3 separate regions of the Mus musculus genome follow, and regions 2 and 3 are each linked to region 1. Evidence: chromatin contacts called from public HiChIP or PLAC-seq and promoter capture Hi-C data. All regions are on one chromosome and are shown on one strand. The core of a region is the stretch at or near the end of the contact, and the rest is flanking DNA. Distances in the headings are between cores, read along the strand shown.

Evidence for each region. Promoter capture Hi-C pulls out the DNA fragments that hold promoters and counts their contacts. HiChIP or PLAC-seq counts read pairs in DNA pulled down with a chosen protein or histone mark.
Region 2: an H3K27ac HiChIP or PLAC-seq map of extraembryonic endoderm stem cells shows a contact between it and region 1. The contact joins the enhancer-like site here to the promoter of Dnajb9 in region 1. A contact is called at or near these places in 6 of 39 promoter capture datasets (the C10 cell line, liver, neutrophils and 1 more), 4 of 115 datasets of contacts at active chromatin or transcription factors (bone marrow-derived macrophages, extraembryonic endoderm stem cells, large pre-B cells and 1 more) and 3 of 9 other capture datasets (adipose tissue, liver and pancreatic islet).
Region 3: a promoter capture Hi-C map of pre-B cells shows a contact between it and region 1. The contact joins the enhancer-like site here to the promoter of Dnajb9 in region 1. A contact is called at or near these places in 15 of 39 promoter capture datasets (the 3T3-L1 cell line, the C10 cell line, the HPC-7 cell line and 10 more), 4 of 15 datasets of contacts at CTCF or cohesin (CD8 T cells, the NIH/3T3 cell line, large pre-B cells and 1 more), 49 of 484 Hi-C or Micro-C datasets (the AML12 cell line, B cells, the Ba/F3 cell line and 39 more), 14 of 115 datasets of contacts at active chromatin or transcription factors (the 230-238 cell line, the HPC-7 cell line, bone marrow-derived macrophages and 8 more) and 3 of 9 other capture datasets (adipose tissue, liver and pancreatic islet).

Annotation. Positions count from the first base shown.
Region 1 is chr12:44,208,257-44,211,860 of GRCm38.p6, forward strand. It overlaps Dnajb9 (DnaJ heat shock protein family (Hsp40) member B9), which reads right to left and starts at 1,812. Exons shown (of 3, transcript NM_013760.4): 1 at 1,684-1,812; 2 at 1-57. The coding sequence starts at 47. It overlaps Mir5627 (microRNA 5627), which reads left to right and starts at 2,057; the gene lies at 2,057-2,117.
Region 2 is chr12:44,299,092-44,302,695 of GRCm38.p6, forward strand. Pnpla8 (patatin-like phospholipase domain containing 8) reads left to right here. Exons shown (of 10, transcript NM_026164.2): 7 at 143-200. Among named protein-coding and RNA genes, the nearest start is that of Nrcam, 28 kb to the right of the region's middle. Within about 2 kb of position 1,925, at least 10 of the 459 cell types and tissues checked have an H3K27ac peak or open chromatin away from gene starts, as enhancers often do. A contact at or near this core is called in extraembryonic endoderm stem cells, where this site is marked.
Region 3 is chr12:44,281,598-44,285,201 of GRCm38.p6, forward strand. It overlaps Pnpla8 (patatin-like phospholipase domain containing 8), which reads left to right. Exons shown (of 10, transcript NM_026164.2): 2 at 981-2,107; 3 at 2,196-2,345. The coding sequence starts at 1,070. Among named protein-coding and RNA genes, the nearest start is that of Pnpla8, 14 kb to the left of the region's middle. Within about 2 kb of position 1,949, at least 37 of the 459 cell types and tissues checked have an H3K27ac peak or open chromatin away from gene starts, as enhancers often do. A contact at or near this core is called in the 230-238 cell line, the CH12 cell line, LSK cells and 7 more, where this site is marked.

The DNA of each region.
Region 1 (3,604 bases), core at 562-3,061:
ATTAAAATGCAGATTGCAAAGACGAAAACTGACTGTGGAGTAGCCATTTCTAATAACCTAAGAAAGAAAAACATAGTGTCTTTTTAAGTCCAAGGAACAAATTTTAAGACTTAAAAAAAAAATCCAACTCAATAAAGCTCTGGTGTTGAGACAGCAGCATCAAGCTGTTATGCACATAGTATCACATTAGTCACGCTCTTGTACTTCTGATATTAGAGTCTATTAGCAAGGCTTTTCTTATCTACTGGAAAGATAAAACTGATAGTTTCTTAGGAAGGCTTAGGATTTCTACTACTTGATGGTGAACTTGTCTGCCTGTGATACAAAAGGTATTATTACTTGTTTATATTATTATTTAATACTGCATTTTCCTGAGGTGGCTCCTGATCTACCCCAGCTTCCTCAGCGCTGTCTTCATTACCACATTTAATTTCAGAATATAAACCAATTACTGAAAAAGAAATCTGTCTTTTCTGTGTTTGGCTAGAACCGCAGGAAGAAAGGCAAAGGTGGGGAAGGAAAGATTTTTCTCAAATCTGTAAAATCTATTTGATCTTAAAGTGGTTAAAATAGTCTGTTTGCATAAATTTAACTTCCCAAATACTTCAGAAATATCGGTAAATAACATCTGCTTAAGGCTCACAATTAGTAAAACTTATACTTCTTTGAAAGCTGAGCTACCAGAGGAAGAAAAGTTTATACTTTGGATAAGTTGGGTTATTACTGGGCTTCCCAGATTTCTCAGCAAGTAAAATGTTTCTCTTTAAAACAAAGTTTTACCTAAGAACTATTGGTAACACATAATGATTCGAGATGAAGTGTATTTCTTTGCTTTTTTGAATGCTGTACCACAGAAGTCCTTAATGACCTATGATGACATAACAGGGCTGATGAAAAAGGCACTATGGTTTGTGGAAACTGCCAGCCAACCTCTCCTGTGGCCTATCCTAAGCATAATTAGCAGGTAGATTACTTTTTTCCCGAGACTTAGTCATAGTCACGCGTACCAAGTACAAACTCTCTAAAGAACTCAAGCAGAAAGCCTGGCGTTGTGCCCCACGCCTTTAATCGCAGCACTCAGAAGGCAGGGGCAGGCGGGGATCACTTTGAGTTCAAAATCAGCCTGGTCTCCATAGTGAGCTCCAGGGCAGCCAGATCTACCCTGACTTAAAAAAAAAAGTAGATTTTTTTTTTTAAAGTTAATGTAAGCGGAGCATGTCCGATGATGGTCGCCAGAGGCTGCGGTTGTTCGCTAGTCAAAGGGCTGGTCCACAACTGACAGCAAGGCGGCTCGGTGACAAACGAGATCCCGCCGCTTCAAGCTGCCCCTGGAGATGTTTTTAGTGCCCGAGCTTTAGCTTCCCCATCAAACCCACTCTGCCCAAACAATGGGATCGCCCTCCCCGAACCCGCTGGAGGGCTGGCCGGTCCGGCGTCCCGGCCCACTCCACTCAGAGCGTCAGCTCCATGCTCCGGCCCTGCCGGCGAGCTCCGCGACCTGCCGGCCTGGCCTCGGGGAAGACGACCCCCCAACCCCACCGCAAGCACGAGCTGTGACGCAGCCATCTCGGGGTACAGTCGCGTCGCTTGGCTTCCCAACGCGGCTGATAGGTGGTAGGACACCAAGGCCAAGGCGGAACACAAAGCGGGACCCGACTCGGCGCCACCCTCCCCGGTCCTTACCTGTGCGCCCCGACGCAGCTTCTCCACAGCGCGGCGGCCCGGCTCCGGTTCCCTGACCCCGGCCGCACAGGCTCCGACCTCGCCTCCGAACGCCGAGTAGCCTCCTCCCAGCTCGGCCCGTTCCCTACTGGCGGGAGCCCGTGGCTGGCGCGACCGCTTATAGAGCCGACCTACACGAAACGCTTCCCCATTGGCTCCCGCCGGCCCACCTGACTTTGGCGCCCTACGCGCACGTGGAAAACTGTTGTTGCCGTTTGGTCCTTGCGTCACTTCCGTCGCCACCCTCCGAGGGGCGGTGCCAAGGTGTGCGGAAGCGGAAGTGAGTCGACGATTTCCTCATCCTTCCCTGGGGCGCATCGCGCGCAGGCGCTTTAGAGGGTGCGCCGGGCCCTGCGTCCCCGCCCTAGAGGACAGGGCTCTCCGGCGCCCCTCGTGGGCCTTTTCAGCCTGCAGAAAGCTTCGCTGTTGAGCGGTCATCGCTCGCGCGGTCGTAATAAAGAGCTTTTATTCATAAGTGGCCAGGTGACCAGAAAACTCAGGTCTCACCCTTAGGCGATGTGTCATTGAGAGGCCATTAGAGCCCAAGCCTGCCTCTGTCATGTTAGTCTCTTAATCCTCAATTCCCCAAAAGGCGGGAGCCCACTGTATTGCACACTGCTTTGTAGGCAAGACCACGCTGTGTTGCTTTAACACAGCAAAGTTTGCACGGGGCTCGGGCTTTTCCAGCTCTTTCCCTCCCTCAGCTTGACCTCATTTCAACAGTAGGTATGTTGAAAGTACATCTGAAAGTGGGAAGGTGAGGTTCCTGTGAGGTTGGTCACTCAGTGCAACCCTGTTTCTTGTTTTTGTTTTAATGTTAATTTATTTTGAGTGCTCTACCTTCGTGTACACCTCTTTGCCAGAAAGAGGGTGTGAGCCACCATGTGGTTGCTGGGAATTGAACTCAAGAACTCTAGGAAGAACAGACAACCCTCTTAAACCACTGAGCCAACTCAAAGCTCAAAAACCCTGTTTCTCCTGCGAAAAAGGAGGCAAAAAGAATGTAAGCAACCTTGAAAACTGCCAGACTAGAATTATAACTTGTCCCATTATGTCTTCAGTTATGGAAGAGAGCATAATAGATATTATCTCAACAACAGCATGACATATTTCAAAAACAATAGGTAAGTACTTAGTTTTATTCAGAAGCCAAGGCAAGTTTGTCAAATTCCAAAGCCAGGTTTGCTGAGTTCCAACCCTGGTTCCCTTACATTGTAACTGAAAGACCCTTTGTTTAATCCTTTGGCACCTCTGATTTTTCTTCTGTACAGGTAAACAGATAAAGGAGGACTTAACAGGGAGTATGTACTTATGTGAAAAATCAATGTATTTAAAACATCCCATTTCTTTTCCTCTTGTAATGAAAAATAATTCTAGTGCTAGCCTGACTTTTCTGTTACTTCAAACTTTATTTTTCTCCCTGTGGTCAATTGGTAAGATTCTAGTAGATTTGCATGCATTGAGTGTTCAGCTCATCCTGTACCCAGGGTATGGTGGTGCACATTTATAATCTCAATGCTCTGGATGCTGAAGCAAGACAATCGGGAGCTCAAGGCCACACTGGGCATCCTAAGAGAGACCATGTCAGCAAAAAGAAAAAGAAAATAGTGTGTCTATCTTACAAGTCCAGAGAAACTACAGAAGATGGTTGTGATGGTTTGTATATGCTTGGCCCAGGTAGTGGCACTATTAGGAGATTATTAGGAGATATGGCCTTGTTGGAGTAGGTGTGTGACTGTGGGCTGCCTGGAAGTTTTCCTTTAGCAGGCTTTAGATGACGAGGTAGAACTTTCAGTTCCTCTTGCACCATGCCTGCCTAATTGCCATGCTCCCGCCTTGACAATAATGGACTGAATCTCTGAACCTGTAAGCCAGCCGCAAT
Region 2 (3,604 bases), core at 675-3,174, 91 kb after region 1:
AGCAGCATGAACAAAAGTATCTTTGGAAAGTATTGGTTTGGCTTACACATGCCAACCACAAAGCTACAGGCAAGTGTATAGTTCTTGATTGTTAAGAGATAAAGTAGTTTTGCTATAACTTATGTGTTCTTGTTTACTAAAGGGATAGAATTGGATCTGCACTAATGATTGAAACAGCGAGAAACCCCGCATGTCCTAAGGTGAGTGAAGTCTCTTAGGCAGAGCATCGCAGAGTCTGGGAAAAACATGTATTGTGAGAGACAGTCTTGTGAACTTCTTGTAATAGATGTTATTGCTTCCTTATCTATTAGGTCATTCTATTAAAATACAGGATGTAATTACTAGATAGTTTGAAATAAAAGTAATAGAAGTTTAAAAAAATTAATCGGGACTGAAAATATAGAATATTTTATCATTATTTTAACAAAATCTAGTCGAGTTAAGGAAAATTAAAGTATTTTTCTATCTTAGATTTTCAAAGGTAAGTTTTATATGTAAAATCAACAGGGTTAATTAATATACAAATGGAATCCTAATTTTTAAAAATTGAGTCATTTAGGTATGCCTCTATGTAGTTCGTCTTATTTGTTTGAAACTTCACAATCTGAAATTGTTTTAGCTTTGTGTTAACAATAATTGTTTGCTTGAGGATTATAATTGATGTGCCTAGAAATCCCACATGGCTTATAGTTACTATTGAATGGCAAGCTATTAGGATGCGAAATCAAGATATCACTCCTTCTGCTAGTCTTTGTAACTTCATCACTTTTTATTTTTGTAGTTGTCTTTTTTTTTTATTATTGGATATTTCCTTTATTTACATTTCAAATGTTATCCTCTTTCCTGTTCCCCCCCAAACCCCCTAGCCCAACACCCCTCCCCCTGCTTCTAAGAGGGTGTTTCCCCCACCCACTCACGCCTCCCTGCCCTTGAATTCACCAACACTGGGGCATCAAGCCTTCACAGGACCAAGGGCCTTGACTCCCATTGATGCCCAACAAGGCCATCCTCTGCTACATATGCAGCTGGAGCCATGGGTCCCTCCATGTGTACTCTGGTTGGTGGTTTAGTCCCTGGGAGATCTGGGGTACTAGTTGGTTGATAATGTTGTTCTTACCATGGGGTTGCAAACCCCTTCAGCTCCTTCAGTCCTTTCTCTAACTCCTCTACTGGGGACCCCATGCTCAGTCCAATGGTTGGCTGGCAGCATTCACCTCTGTATTTGTCAGGCTCTGGCAGAGCCTTTCAGGAGACAGCTATATCAGGCTGCTGTCAGCAAGCACTTGTTGGCATCCACAATAGTGTCTGGGTTTGGTGACTGTATATGGGATGGATCCCCAGGTAGGGCAGTCTCTGGATGGCCTTTCCTTCAGTCTGTGCTCCATACTTTGTCTCCATATTTGCTCCCATGAGTATTTAACTTCATCACTTTTATCCCTTCATGTTTGTGACTGCTATACATATGCCTTTGTGATAGCACTGAATTTGTGCATAATAATACTAAGGCTTTATTAGAATCACAGTGCTTTAAAAGTGTATAGAAACAAAGATGATTTATTTAAGTGCACTGTATTTGTTAATCTTTAGTGGCTGTATTTCTGATAATATTGTATTATTATGTTAAAAGTAAGCTAGACAGTTACATGGGACCACAGGGCTGTGAATTATCTTCTTAATGTGACTGTTAAGTAAATAATCTCACAAATGAAGTAGTCCTGAAATGGGTGCTGTGGACCAAACTAGCAGTTCTCTGAAAGCATACATTTCAAGGGATGTAAGGAAGGCTACTTTGTGAGACCTCATTGTGAAGGCTAGTAAGTAGGAGCATTCCTGGCAAAAGGACAAAGAAAGTGGTCTATGCAGGGCTCAAAGAGAATTCCAGGAACTGTAAGCTTTCCCAGAGACTAGCCCAAAGATCTGAGGGCAGCAACTGGAATGAGACTGGAATAGTAGGCAGATTACATCACACAGTGCTCCTGAAGGCCACAACAAAGAGATGACTTCATTCCTTGGGAGAGGACCTAGGATGTACCCTACCTACCCCTCTGGTTTGTTCTTCTAGATTACTGGGCCTCTGTTTTTGTTTGAATACTTGTTTACAAATTATGGGAAGTTGTTAACTTTGGGTAAAAGAATAGATGTGAAATCTTGAGCCATTTGCAAAGGTTTTTTTTTTGTTGTTGTTGTAATAGAGCAGACAGCTATCGTTAGGAGTCTAATTTTTTAAGATTTATTTATTATATGTAAGTACACTGTAGTTGTCTTCAGACACACCAGAAGAGGGCATCCAATCACATTACAGATGGTTGTGAGCCACCATGTGGTTGCTGGGATTTGAACTCAGGACCTCCAGAAGAACAGTCAGTGCTCTTAACCACTGAGCCATCTCTCCAGCCCTTGATAGGATTCTTAATCCTCTTTTTTTCTGTATCTTAGTTACAGAAAGACCCTCTGGATTTTAGTGAATGGCCAGCTGGTATCCATAGATGACAAAGAGTCATGAAGTCTAGAAATCTAGGATAGGACCTTTGTTTATTAAATGACAAAACAAACAGGACCATGACTGGGTTTGACACAGAACAGGAAAACTTAGGCCTGTCATTTGAAAGCTTTGAGAATTTGTGCAGGACTATGCTGTGACTTTACTAAAATCATATTTCCTCATTCTTTTATTTTATTGCAAATAGATTCTTTTCTCATATAATATATCCTGACTACAATTTTCCCTCCCTCTGTTCCCTGTCCCTTTCCATCTCCCCTTCCCATCTCCCCTTCCCTTCAGATCCACTCCTTTTTTTATCTCTCATTAGAAAACAGCAGGCTTCTAAGAGAAGACAGCCAAGCATGGCAAAATAAAATATAAGACAAAGCAAAGCCCAACACGTTGAAGCTGAACAGGGCATCCCAACAGAAGGAAAAGTGCCCCGAGAGTAGGCATAGGGATTTGAGACCCACTTGTTCAGGAACTTAAAAGGAGTCCCATGAAAATACTAAACTGAAAGCTATAATGTATATGCATAGGACCCAGTGCAGATCTGTGCAAGACCTGTGCTTTTTGCTTCAGCCTCTGAGTTTATATGAGCCTTGCTCAGTTGATTCAAAGGGTCTTAGTCTCCTAGTATGCTTCATCCCCTCTGGCTCTTGTACTTTTCCACCCAGTTGCTGCTCTAGTTGGTGATAAGACCTACAAGAATGGAGCCAGTAAATAAGATAGAATAAAGTCTCACTCAAGAACCGCCTTTATGAAAAAAAAAGGAAAGAAAAGAAAGAAAGAACCTTCTTTATTCAGAGCATCTTAACCACCATTTCCTGAGGGTTAAGGAAAGTCACCTGGGTGAAGTTTTTTGTGAGTTCAAGCTGTATATAATCCTAAGCTGCAGGTGAAAATATGTTTTCCTATACAGATAATATAAACAAATGAGGAATTGCCACTTGTAATGAGTAATCTGAAGTAAACTATCATATCCACTACATCAGGGAGGAGCACATTCCGAGAACAGCCCATCTTGGGGAGGAACATAGATTACAAGACTTTTGTCTTGTTTATTTACTTGGAGTTTTCTTATAAGGGCTCAGAAATCCTCTCACACAGCCTCATTCAAGA
Region 3 (3,604 bases), core at 699-3,198, 73 kb after region 1:
TGTGTATAGGCTAAAAGTCAGCATCGAATGTCTTCTTTTGTCACTGTTGTTTTTTGAAACAGGTCTCTCACCTAACCACTGGCTTAGCACTGGGTAGACAGGGAGCAGTGAGCACCTGGAGTTCTCCCGTCTCTGCCCCACCTCCATGGGCGTGGTTAGCTTACATGTATAACTTGGGTCTTAATGTTTGCACAGCAATCACATTAGCCACTGGGTTTTCACCACCCATTACCTTGATTTAATGAGCCATTTACTAGATAGGGGAACTTAGGAAGCCTCTTTAATGAGCAGTTATTACTAGATTATGGGAGGTAGTCTTGACATGGCCATTTCTTGCTTTAAGCTGGAAGTTCTTTAGTAACCCGTGTATAGCCCCCAACACGTCATACCATGTTCACTGTGGACTGAGCAGTCTATAAAGATACACAACAGATTAAATAAAGGCCTGACCCTTGCCTTCAGAGTACTAAAAATCTGATGTCTTAAACTAGTGAATAATTGAATAATAAAAAGAGAAACTGTATAATTAGAAAAACCTAGTAGGAGATGTCTCTGAATTCTTCTCCTAAACATCCTACTTCCAGCTTCTCACTGACATCTGCAGTGAACGCTTATTTATTCCTCCTTACTTTAAAAATGAAATCTCATCAGCATTTTGGAGATACAGTAGTGTATCTTTTAAAATTTTCATGTATTGATTTTTTTATGTGTTTGAGTGTTTTCCCTGCATATATATCTGTGTACCATATTTGTGCAGTGCCCTTGGAGACTTGGAAAGGGTACCTGACCCCCTGGAACTGGGAGCTGAACCCAGTCTTCTAACAAGAGCAAGAAGTACTCTCTTTACTGCTGAACCATCTCTCTAGCTTTATTCCATCTTTCTTTGAGATGGTTTATTGCTGTGGTACAAAGTCATATATATTAACTCAACTTTAATTTTTAACTTGAATGCTAATTAATTTTTTTTTTAACTATTTCAGGTAAGACCATGAATTATGGAATTTCCTAAATGAAGCATTCAGGAATGGAATGAGAGAATGTCACATAGAAAATAAATGATTTTTAAGTTATGTCTATTAATTTGACTCTAGATATATATATTTACTTCCTTAATAATGCAAGAAGTCTTTGTGGGAAACAGAGAAGCAAACAATTGCATTTTGTGTGTTCTAAACAGTATTGGCGCATGAACCATGTCAATGTGCACAGAGAGTTTCACACAAGTAAGAAAAGCTGTAAATGGAATAGAAGTGAAGCACATTGCAGCAAACACTGGCACTCTCCAAGCAACCATGGCTTACACTTTGGAATTGTGAGACTTAGCACTTCTGCTCCCAAGGGACTTACAAAAGTGAGCATTCATATGTCCCGTATTAAAAGTACTTTGAATTCAGTTTCAAAGGCTATTTTTGGCAGTCAAAATGAAATGGTTACACGGTTAGCTCAATTTAAGCCAAGTTCTCGAATATTAAGAAAAGTATCAGATAAGGGATGGTTAAAACAAAAAAATGTTAAGCAAGCCGTCGAGTCTCTGAAAAACTATAGTGATAAATCAGCAGGAAAGAATTCTTTAGCAGAACAGAAAAGTTACTTTGCAGATAAAGAAGAAGATTCAGGTAAACACAGCCTTTTCCATTACACATACGGTATAACCACCAGATTTGGAGAGTCATTCTCCGTTTTAGCAAATCATATTAATTCCTATTTCAAAAGCAAGGGAAAAATGTCTCAAACAAAGGAAGATAAACAGCTTCAGGACAAGCCAGACCTTGAAGAAAGGAAATCCAGTTCTCCAGGCCCTGACACCGTGGCAGACAGGCCAGACTCGGAATCTCCCCTAGAAGTTAAAGACAAACTTTCCAGCCCGACCCAGATGCCTGAGGCTCACCCAGTGTCTGCAAAACAAAGTATTGCTAACTTCCTTTCTCGTCCCACTGAAGGCGTACAAGCCTTAGTCGGTGGTTACATTGGTGGACTTGTACCCAAATTAAAGTCTGATCCCAAGAGTCCGCCCGAAGAACAGGAAGTGTCTGCTAAAACAGAGCAGGCTGTTAACAAAGACAAGAAGGCAGAGGAGAAAAAGCGTGTGCTACTTCAGCAAGAAAAGGCAAGTTGTCTTTCAGTGTGGGCTTAAGAAATGTTAACCATTTGTAGAGTAACTCCATCTTCTAATCATGTTTCATATCCCCTTACAGATTATTGCAAGAGTGAGTATTGATAACAGAACTCGAGCCTTAGTTCAGGCCTTAAGAAGAACAGCCGACCCAAAGCTCTGTATTACTAGGGTTGAAGAACTGACTTTTCATCTTCTAGAATTTCCTGAAGGAAAAGGAGTGGCTATCAAGGTAATTTCTAACTTATTTAATATTTGTCTTGAAAAAAAATTTAAATAAGCCTATTAAAGTGGGGAATGCAAAGCCTTTTTTATTTAAAATTTTTTGTTCTTTTAAATCATACAATATATATTCAGGAATTGTCTTATTTTATCATACACATTAGGCTAATGAGTTCCTTTTGTGCTGTGACATAAATTCTGCTATGAGCATGAATATTTATACTTTGAAGTGGAGCATACGTTTATGTCAGTTCCATTGCCTCAGAATCGTCAAATTCTTAATTGCAGTGCAGCTGTTTTACTGTGTAATTATTTTTCAAGATAGGAAATAGCCAGATGTGGTCAAACACCTTTAATCCCAGTATTTGGATCATAAATGTGAGACCAGCCTAGGCTATTTATTAAGATTCTGTCTAAAAGCAAAAGACGGAAACATAATGTGGAAAGCCATTGCTTTTGCACTTTGCCGGCCCCGCCAGGGTCTCTCCCGGGCTGAGCCCATGGCCTAAAAGAAACACACCAAGCCAGGAGTCTTGTTGAAGCAGGAACTCAGCTTTACGGCATCAGCCCCTCACTTATATAAGTTCGGAACATAGGGAGGGGGATTGTTGGTGGGGTAAGATGTCGTAGGAAGTGGAGAAGGGTGACCGAGGGTATGGAGTGACAGGGCCAAAGGCAGAGTTCTACATCAGCAGTGGCGGGGTAGAGGCAGGGCAGAGGCAGGGCCAAACTAGTCTTACTGAGTCACCCAGCTAGTAAGGGAATGAGACAGGTCTCAAAATTCAAGTCAGGCTTAGGTGTTCCCACAAGACCGCAGAAACTCAAGCCAGGCTTGGGTTTGTCCTCAAGGCCCAAACCAGGGCCAAAATGGGGCCCAACATTTCACGTTATCCCCTAATTTGGAAATACCATAATGATATTGTTACTGTTTACTAAAACCCAGTTAGTGCTTTTTTTTAACCTACCACTCAGAAAATTGTTAATTCATACTTTCTCTACCATTTGATATCTGTCTTGTTGAAAAGTATTTCTTTGAAATGTACCCTTCAGTAGTTTTATATTGTATAACACATACATTCAGAGTTTATATATTTCATATTCCTAAAATTTAAGATTTATCTTTCATATATATTGATATATTTTTGGAGATATGTTTTTGAAATACAGGTGTGCTTTTAAAGATAATGTTCATGTCAGGGATACCTAGAAAGGAGAGATCTAAAATATAATTACTGTTTTAGTCTCCGAGTTGCTGTAACAGAACACCTC